Regions from separate parts of the Mus musculus genome. Here region 2 is linked to region 1. Evidence: chromatin contacts called from public Hi-C data. All regions are on one chromosome and are shown on one strand. The core of a region is the stretch at or near the end of the contact, and the rest is flanking DNA. Distances in the headings are between cores, read along the strand shown.

Region 1 (4,978 bases), core at 1,379-3,878:
AATAGTTACTTTCAGATGACATGAATAGGTGTATGTCTTGAGAGAGTCCCTTAGCTATGCCGCAACAATATTAGCTCATAGGATTTCCAAGGAGCTAAAAGTAACTCTGCCAGCTTGAAAGCAATCTCAAAACTTACCCATCAAGACTTTCATACCAGGAAATTTACAGTGGATTTTTTTATATTTAATTTTTAAATTTTATTATTTTGTTTATTATTTATATATTTACCATATAGTTGTACATTTTAAGGAAACAATACAAGTTTTCTGTATCTTTCTCCATTAGTGTCTGATCCTAATGTCCTGTTTGTTAAAATGAACAATTTGTTTTGCCTAATAGTTACTGAATGTATTGATTAATTCTTATATTTATGAATTTTGGATTGTTAAGAATCTTCATGAAAATACTTTCTATATATATACATACAAACATATATATGTATACATACAAACATATATATGTATACATACAAACATATATATTTATACATACAAACATATATGTATATATACATACAAACATGTATATGTATACATACAAACATATATATGTTATACATATATATGTATACATATATTATGTGTATATATGTATACATATATTATATGTATATATGTATATATACATGTATACATACAAACATATATATATATACATACAAACATATATATGTATACATAAAAAATATATATATATATGTGTGTGTGTGTGTGTGTGTGTGTGTGTGTGTGTGTATGAGATGCAGTAGCACCTCCACAGAGTGCTATGAGGGAAGAAGGTTTTAAAGTAAAAATACAAACCAGAACTAGGGAAAATATGCATAGGCCAGCGGCTTGTTCTGTGAGAAGAGTAAGTATGGCTGACAAGAGCTGCATAGCCTGTAGCATCCCTCTCAGCTAAAAAAATAGAAGTTTGAGTTTCCTGGTAGCAAAAGCAAAAAAGGAAATATGTTCACTTATACAGTATGCGTTTTGTATGAAAAAGCCATAATAGTGCCTTTGAAGAAGCTAAGGCCATTGGATATATATATATATATATATATATATATATATATATATATCATGTCTACGAATATTTATTAAGTAGTTCTTTTGTACAAGTAAAATGGCAAATACAGTATTTGTAACATCTGAACTAATTTACAGTTCAATGACTTAGTCGCTAAGTAAATGTTAGAGACTTGGAGCACAGACCTCGCCAAGAGACTCCTGTTGATGAAAGTTAACCAAGCAAACAGAGGCAACAGGGGTGAATTAAAGTACTAGACAAATAAACATGGTTGAAATGCTAAGTAAAAACGACCTGGCAAGGAGAGAGTGAGGCTTAGAAGCAATGACGGGGAAGGGTGCACTTGGAGGAGCTCAGGAAAACACCATGTAGAAAAGTCGGGTAGGTGTGTAAAAAGCTTTGCAACTTTAAATGTGTGTGAAGTACGATTATATATTCCAAGGAATAAGAAATACAGAGTAAAAGAAGATAAATGGGACATACTTGGCTTGTTATCTTACGACAGCTGATGCCAAAGTGATGTTGTCATTGCTATGAACTGATCATAGAAAACAGATTAATCACGCTATGCCTATATTTTATAAACTCACGAATATCAACCCCCTGGAATAGATTCCTTTCATTTTGCTTTGGATGGAGCTGTTGTAAATAATTTCAGATGTTCCTTGATCCTCTCATGGCTAAACTCGAGTTCCTACAACTGGATTGTATATCTGCCTCATGGTTCAGGCTGTGTTGATTGGGCTTAGAATTAAAGAATATCTACTGAATATATATTATTTTTATATGTTGGTTTATAGACTAGAAATGTGAATTGAAATTTGAATTCTGATAATTGGGCATTATATTTGGATTTCAGTACCAAATTTTACATTTCAATATTGATTGTACCAAATGAAACAAATTAGCAATCATTCAAACAGTTAGGGAAAATGACACCACACACACACACACACACACACACACACACATACACACACACTTCTTGACAATTTTTTTTTACCTCATTCTTAGTTGATTAATTGGATAGCCTAATTGTATGTTACATTTAAAACTCCATTAAGAAAAGAAAAGTATGCTTAAAATCATTATAATATTTCAAATAACATTATCTGGTCATTTTTAAAGTGACCAGAACTGAATAAAATCCACCCATCTCCACTGCTATCTAGAAATGAACTTGCTTCATTTTTATTAAAGTTCAAAAAGCCCTTAGATTAACTGTCACATTAATTTGGGCATTGATGAATCACTGTTTGATATGGATACTCAGATTTATATTTTTCTCTTTTTAATTTGAGAGAGGGCAAAACTCTTCATGGAATGTTTAGGGGAAAGGCCGATGGGATGTTCCCAAACAACCTATGAAAAATAGTTCCTGCTGGAGCTTGTAAGTTCTATTTGATTCACCTTTTTTTTTTAAAGGGGAGGGAAAGAAGAAAGATTTTAGAGACTAGGATGCTAGGAAACAGTTGGCTCTGTACAGAGGTCGAGGAAGGGAAGCCCTGCCAAGAGTCTCCAAGAGTCTCCTGTGGTGCTGCTGTCCGGAAGGTGCGCTGGCTCTGGGGCTGGCCCTGTGGCATTGTGGCGCTGTTCTCTCTCTGGCTGGCCGGCTCTGGCCTAGAGTGGATCAAACAAGCTGTGGGGGGAAAGTTTCCCTCATTTGCATCACTTCTAGACAGCCCTGTCTTACTCTTTGCTGACAGGAAATCACTGTCTTTGTCACCTTTTCTCAGGGCCCTCCTTTTGGCAGAGATGGGCCATGTGACCACGTTTAATCACAACAGCAGGGCTGGCTGGAGGCTCTGACAGGTTTTCCTCCGCACTTCAATAAATGGGGTGGAGGAGTCAGGAGGAAATGACTACATTAATTTTATAGTGAAAAAGATAATTAACACTTGAAGGCCTGATGCTCTAACGCTAGAACCTATGGGGTTACTATTCAAAACAAAGTAAATTTATCAAAAACTTGTGAAAACTATCTTATTATTATTTATTTTAATCTTGAATGGTGAGATCTGGGCACGTTAGAGGGAAAAGGAGCAGGCAGGAGAGAGGGAGTGATTGCATGTGAGGAAGAGAGAGGAGTGGGGGAAAAAGAAGAGGAAATCCTAGCAGGCATTAGCTCTGTTTGCAAAAGCAACTTAACTGGGCTAAAGCTCCGCCATTCCGGGGCTGGAGGCGGGAGCGTGTAAAGTGCCGCCTCGATGATATGAATAGACACGGGCAAACAAAAGCAGCAGTGTGCTCCTAGAAAACTCTGCTTAAAGGAGTTTCCCTGGCAACAGAAATGCCGTTCCAAAAGTAGACAGAACTTTCCTCAGAAAACATACTATTAATAACAACCTTCCGGAACAACTTGGAACAATTTGACGACTTGGCAATAATGCTGCCAAGCGTCGAGCAAATTAATCTCACACATAGAGTTTATATTTCTCTTGTCTGTGGTTCTGCTGGGGCCCGCCTAGACCTCTGCTTTTCAGTGGCTCAGGGGTGAAAAGTATTTCTCAGTGCTGCCATGGAAAAAGGAAACTAAAGAGACCTCAGTGTCCAACATCACTGGCCAACGGTTGTGTTCAGCCTTGGGAACCTACCAAGAGATTTTAGTTTGAGGAGATGAGTGTATTCCAGTGAGAACTGCTACAGGAAATCACACACTTTAATCGCCCTCTTGAATATCTCTTTCCAATAGAGATGCTTCCTGGAAAAAGACTTACTAAGGGTTAACAGCCTTAGTCTGCCTCTCACGTGAAGCACCTCTGAGGCCATAGACTATATAAACGTAATATATAAATGTAATGCCAAATATAGGCTGACTGTTACTTTTTAAAGAACCATTATTTCTTGTCAGCTCAGAATGGACTCATCTTGGGTCTACTTAGCCAAAGGGAATCATTTGAATTCTCCTAAAGGCTGCTTGCCAGCTGAGAGTCGAATGCTCCCCTCCTCCGACCTTTCTCGAATCCTTGGATGTAAAGGTTAAAAGTAATCAATATCTCATTGTGCTGCTTGGTTTCAGGGTAATAAGTAATAACCATCATGTTAAATCCAAATGATCCCAGATTGCACCTAAATGAGCTGACCCGTTAGAGAGGTGGCGTTAATTGCAATCAGGATAACCAGGAGAGTTTGCTAATAAAAGTTTGATTTAATTGTAAAAGGAACAAAACAAAACAAAATAAAACAAAATTTAATCTTTAACTTTTTGAAAACTTTTACTTAATTAAATAGAAATGCATTATCTGCTTCTATGTTAATCTGAGAGCTTTGGCTCCGTGCCCAGTGTTTGTAAATTTCCTTCCGATTTCTATAAAAGTCCTTACAAGAAAGGGCACTGACTTCTTTGTGTCCCAATACTAAATGAAGCATATGAATTTTATTATTTATTTATTTATTTATTTATTTATTTATTTATTTATTTTGAGACAGGGTTTCTCTGTGTAGCCTGGGCTGTCCTGGAACTCACTCTGTAGACCAGGCTGTCCTCGAACTCAGAAATTCGCCTGCCTCTGCTTCCCAAGTGCTGGGATTAAAGGAGTGTGCCACCACGCCCGGCATGAATTTTAGATAAATGGAAATATCATCTACCAATTTTTTTAGCATCATCTAGTTTTAAACTACTTATATCTTTACAGCTTATATTCATTCTATTTTGACTAATGAAAATTAGTCTAAATAATTTAGAGCTAGAAAATTATATGATGTGTGATTAAACTTTATAGACTGCTATGAGTTTGGGCTTGCTATTTTGTTAAAAATTAGTAAAGTGCCAAAGCTTAAATACGAAAATCAAGTATTCTCATTGACAAAGGAATAGTGATCTGCAAATGATAAGAATTAGGTTTAATGCTCCATGTAATTATATCAGGAAGGGATTGTCTATAACCTTAATAGAAAGTGTTGCATTAGACATATATTCCGTTCAATATAAACACTTGTCTTTATTATGATTCTATGAACTGTAAGGTA
Region 2 (4,445 bases), core at 403-2,902, 1.0 Mb after region 1:
CTGTAAAATAGGCTCTAAGTCCGCAGGCTAGAAGCTTTTATGTCCTGTTCACTACTCCACGCCATCCATAAACAAAGGGCAGAAGCTATTCTAGACCCTCTGCCCCGGTAAACAACTCTTAGAGCAACACACTCCTAAGACAGTAAAATAGCTGCTTCACTGGTTTGATTTCTGGAAGTCCATACGCTCCCATTTTTTGGTCGTCTGAGGAAGTAAACCTCCTGAGCGATAAGGAAGGCAAGATAAGAGTCCAGGAGCTATGGCGAGGTTAGTCTTCTTTCCATTCCCGATCCCCTCCCAGAGGCACACAGTGAGCAGAGAATTGGATTCTCTGTTACAGCTGCACAACTGCTTAACAGGGGGAAATGAAGGCCACAGTGGGTACATGGTTCGCCCAAGGTTCTAATCCAGTCTGCTACCCACAACTGTTAAGGCAAAGCCATGGAAATCAACATCCCTCTAGGTCTCTGGAGACTGACTGATGGGGAAAATCTGTTCTCCCTCAAATGAGGCAAGTGACCAGGTCTCTCCATCAGCCCCCTGCCTCCAGAGGCCCTGAATTCCAGGGTTATGAACACCAAACACACCTTGGGATGTGGGGGCACACTTCATGGTGGAACTTGTTTTCTCGCTCCACAAAATGTGAAGCTTTGTCGTTGTTGCCCCACCACCACCCACCCCTGCCGAAGTTCTAGAGTAGTCTCTGCCTTTTGTTTTATAGTAGTCAACAAAACTTCCTACCACTGTGAGCTTATAGTTGAAGAAAGGGACAAACGCAATTAAAAACGCAGTGGATCAAAAAAACCACAGATAGAGTGTGATTTTCAGAAAGGAAGAGATGCTCACCAATGAAACGCAAAAACCTCTCTAACAGTCACGTGATACTCCACCATCTTGCCTTTTGTGTCCCTAAAACTATATTCCAGGTTAATCTGACTCGCTGGACTCAGTGTAGGTGTCCGCAGGACTTCTTACACTTGTCTGCGCTAAGAATCACCTGCTCACAGGCCGTATCTGATCTGGCAGGGCAGGACAGAACCTGGGGGTCTGCACTGGTACCAAATGTGGGGCTTTGTTTGTGGGAGACCTACCGGAAGGGGTGGGTGCTGCTGTGCTATGACCCGCCCCTTTGGCTAAACTTCAGCCAAGCCTGAGCTGTTTGTCACTGTGCTCCTGCTATGCTGGGTCCTAAATTCTTCAGTCCTGCTAACAGGTGTCTTCTCTCTTCCCTCGTGCCCCCTGCTACCCCGCGGGCCTCAAGCAGAGGACAATGAGAACTCCAAGTCCGACGAGAAGGGCAATCAGTCCGAGAATAGCGAAGATCCGGAGCCTGACCGCAAGAAGTCAGGCAGCGCATGCGACAACGACATGAACTGCAACGACGATGGCCACAGCTCCAGCAACCCGGACAGCCGTGACAGCGACGACAGCTTCGAGCACTCGGACTTTGAACACCCCAAGGCGGCCGAGGATGGCTTCGGCGCGCTGGGCCCTATGCAGATCAAAGTGGAGCGCTACGTGGAGAGCGAGGCGGACCTGCGACTGCAGCCCTGCGAGTCGCTCACGTCGGACAGCGCCAAGGACTCAGACAGCGCGAACGAGGCGGGCGCTCAGGCATCCAGCAAGCACCAGAAGCGCAAGCGGCGGCGGAAACGGCAGAAGGGCGGCAGCGCCAGTCGCCGACGCCTGTCCAGCGCGTCCAGCCCAGGCCTGGACGCCGGTCTGGTGGAGCCTCCGCGGCTGCTGTCATCGCCGCACAGCGCCTCTGTGCTCAAGATCAAGACAGAGATCGCCGAGCCCATCAACTTCGACAACGACAGCAGCATCTGGAACTACCCGCCCAACCGGGAGATCTCCAGGAACGAATCCCCGTACAGCATGACCAAGCCCCCCACCTCCGAGCACTTCCCGTCCCCGCAGGGCCAGGGAGGCAGCAGCGGTGGCGGGGGAGCGCTGCACGTGGCCATCCCCGACTCGGTCCTCACCCCACCGGGCGCCGATGGCACAGCTGGCCGCAAGACTCAGTTCAGCGGCACAGCCCCGGTGCCCTCTGATCCACTGTCGCCCCCGCTCTCTGCGTCCCCGCGGGACAAGCACCCCGGGGGCGGGGCGGGGAGTGGCGGGGGTGGCCCTGGTGCATCCAACTCCTTGCTGTACACTGGGGACCTGGAGGCCCTGCAGAGGTTGCAAGCGGGCAACGTCGTGCTTCCGCTGGTGCACCGGGTGACCGGGACCCTGGCAGCCACCAGCACAGCCGCACAGAGGGTCTACACCACGGGCACTATCCGCTACGCACCCGCTGAGGTGACCCTGGCCATGCAGGGCAACCTGCTACCCAACGCGCATGCTGTTAACTTCGTGGACGTTAACAGCCCAGGCTTTGGCCTCGACCCCAAGACACCCATGGAGATGCTCTACCACCACGTGCACCGACTCAACATGTCAGGACCATTTGGCGGCGCCGTGAGCGCGGCCAGCCTCACACAGATGCCAGGTGGCAACGTGTTCACCACAGCCGAGGGACTCTTCTCCACGCTGCCCTTCCCAGTCTACAGCAACGGTATCCACGCGGCACAGACTCTGGAGCGCAAGGAGGACTGAGCGGGCCCCACTCAGGAGGCATCGTCGTTTTCGTTTAGACCTTTCATTCTAGCACTTTGAATTCGAGCTGGTCAGCGTCTTCTCGCAACACGGTGGCCCCATCCCACCCCCTCTCTTTCTTTCATTAGACTTATTCTTTCTTGTAAAGACATGTTTATTTTTTGCCTTCAGAGGGTCAGATGACCGGTTGCCTGCCATTTTGTCTTCTAAGATGTGTGTTGGGTTGTTTGACTTTCCTTTACATCTTTATTAAGATGTCTTTAATGTGTATATGCCTCTGCCATAGAATACTCAGTCTTGTGGTCAAGAGATTTCTCAAGTGACAACCATTGGGTTTTCTTCCTAAAGATCTTGATATGATCAAGATGGAAAGAGACACGCATAAACGATTGTGCCCTGTTTGACTAAGTCAAATGAAATGGGGTGGGTGTTTTGTTTTTTGTTTTTGGTTTTTTTTTTTTTTTCCTGTTCCTAATTCCTTTGAAAATAGGGGAATAGTATTTTAGAATTTTATGCAGAATTTAATTCTTTTTATGATTAAGATTTTAAGATTTTTCTTACTTGCACACATAAAAATAATTTGGTTTCTTAAACTTAATTTCTGGCCTGTGACTAGAATGTTTGTTTTTTTGTTTTTTTTTTAAAAAGTCGGACTAAGTGTTAATTACTGAAACATTAACTTAATTTCTAAAACCATGGTGCTATCATTTATTAATCTATAATGTCTTCATACAAAATGCAGCTCCTGGGCTGGATTTTGGAAGAGAAAATGTGTTCTGTCCTGGTCTGGAGTCCCGTTGCTACAGTCAGTCTCCTTGGTTAGTTAAGACAAAGCCCTCATTAACATTTGCTGCAGGACTTAAAAATTTTTTACCTCCCAACTAACAAACATAGCCTCACTTTCAATTGAATGGGTCAGTAAAGCCCTATTAAAAGGGGACTTTTGGACAACTCGGACTGATTTGAGGAACAGTTTAAGTACATACTGCCATTTTTGAGATTCTTTTGTCCTTAGTCAGTCTAACTGAGGCTGGTTTTTTGCAACTTCAGTAACACTTCAGAGTAAAAGAAGAAGGAGAAATATTTAACATGTTCTTTATTTGGGGTTTTTGTTTGTTTTTATTTCTTGCTAAAAAAAAATAGGTTTGTATGGGGGGTGCTGATTTGATAGAATTTATTTCCCTTCAATTCTTATTTGAGTTGAAACCAACAAGTTTTTAAAACTAAAGAATGGGTTAATAAGCTTCAGACAGATAACTACAACCGAAAACCGCACATTCAATGAAAAAAAAAGAGAAAAAAAAAAGAAAAAGAAAAAGAAAAAAGAGCCTATTTTGTCTTCGTTGCCAGAAATCAGTGTGGTGTCAAACACTCCAAATGACTGTCCAGTGTAGACTCTTCCCCCACTTCGTTTTTGGCAGCTGTTTGTTAAGGCATCTAATCCCAGATGTGAAAACTGTAATGTGTGCAACGTGTAGTGTCCTTGGCTGTGGGTCCCATTGCAGTTTCTGTGTGTTTCTATATGCAGTGTATGCTAAGCTACTGTAGTCGTTTTTTGTCCCCGTCTTCTCCGTGCTCTGTCTCTAGTGGAGTGGCACAGTTCCATTCCTGCGGTCCTAGTGAATCGGTGACTCTTGGGGGTTAGTGGGTTTGTGTGGTGGCCTTTCCCTGTGACGTCACCCATATGCTTCTATTGTCTGTGGATCCTGTCTTACTTTTCGAAATCCCTGCCGTTGCTTTGCTGTTGTATACTCTCCCTGCCTCCCCTGTCTTTCCCTGTCTGCCCTTTCTCTCCTCTGCTTCCCCCTTCCCTGATACCCCAAATCTGTATCATTCTCAGAGAT

Evidence for each region. A called contact is a pair of places that touch in the nucleus more often than the background predicts.
Region 2: a Hi-C map of differentiating embryonic stem cells shows a contact between it and region 1, with 3 times the contacts expected there. The contact joins two enhancer-like sites. A contact is called at or near these places in 1 of 39 promoter capture datasets (hippocampal neurons), 3 of 15 datasets of contacts at CTCF or cohesin (the NIH/3T3 cell line, embryonic stem cells and stem cell-derived epiblast-like cells), 86 of 484 Hi-C or Micro-C datasets (the 3T3-L1 cell line, 3T3-L1-derived adipocytes, the C2C12 cell line and 48 more), 7 of 115 datasets of contacts at active chromatin or transcription factors (astrocytes, differentiating embryonic stem cells, embryonic forebrain and 4 more) and 1 of 9 other capture datasets (embryonic stem cells).

Annotation. Positions count from the first base shown.
Region 1 is chr12:53,030,288-53,035,265 of GRCm38.p6, forward strand. The region is part of intron 9 of Akap6 (A kinase (PRKA) anchor protein 6); the gene reads left to right. Among named protein-coding and RNA genes, the nearest start is that of Npas3, 220 kb to the right of the region's middle. Within about 2 kb of position 2,629, at least 157 of the 459 cell types and tissues checked have an H3K27ac peak or open chromatin away from gene starts, as enhancers often do. A contact at or near this core is called in Sertoli cells, astrocytes, differentiating embryonic stem cells and 2 more, where this site is marked.
Region 2 is chr12:54,066,474-54,070,918 of GRCm38.p6, forward strand. Npas3 (neuronal PAS domain protein 3) reads left to right here. Exons shown (of 12, transcript NM_001370962.1): 12 at 1,265-4,445. The coding sequence ends at 2,601. Among named protein-coding and RNA genes, the nearest start is that of Gm35818, 73 kb to the right of the region's middle. Within about 2 kb of position 1,653, at least 56 of the 459 cell types and tissues checked have an H3K27ac peak or open chromatin away from gene starts, as enhancers often do. A contact at or near this core is called in Sertoli cells, astrocytes, differentiating embryonic stem cells and 2 more, where this site is marked.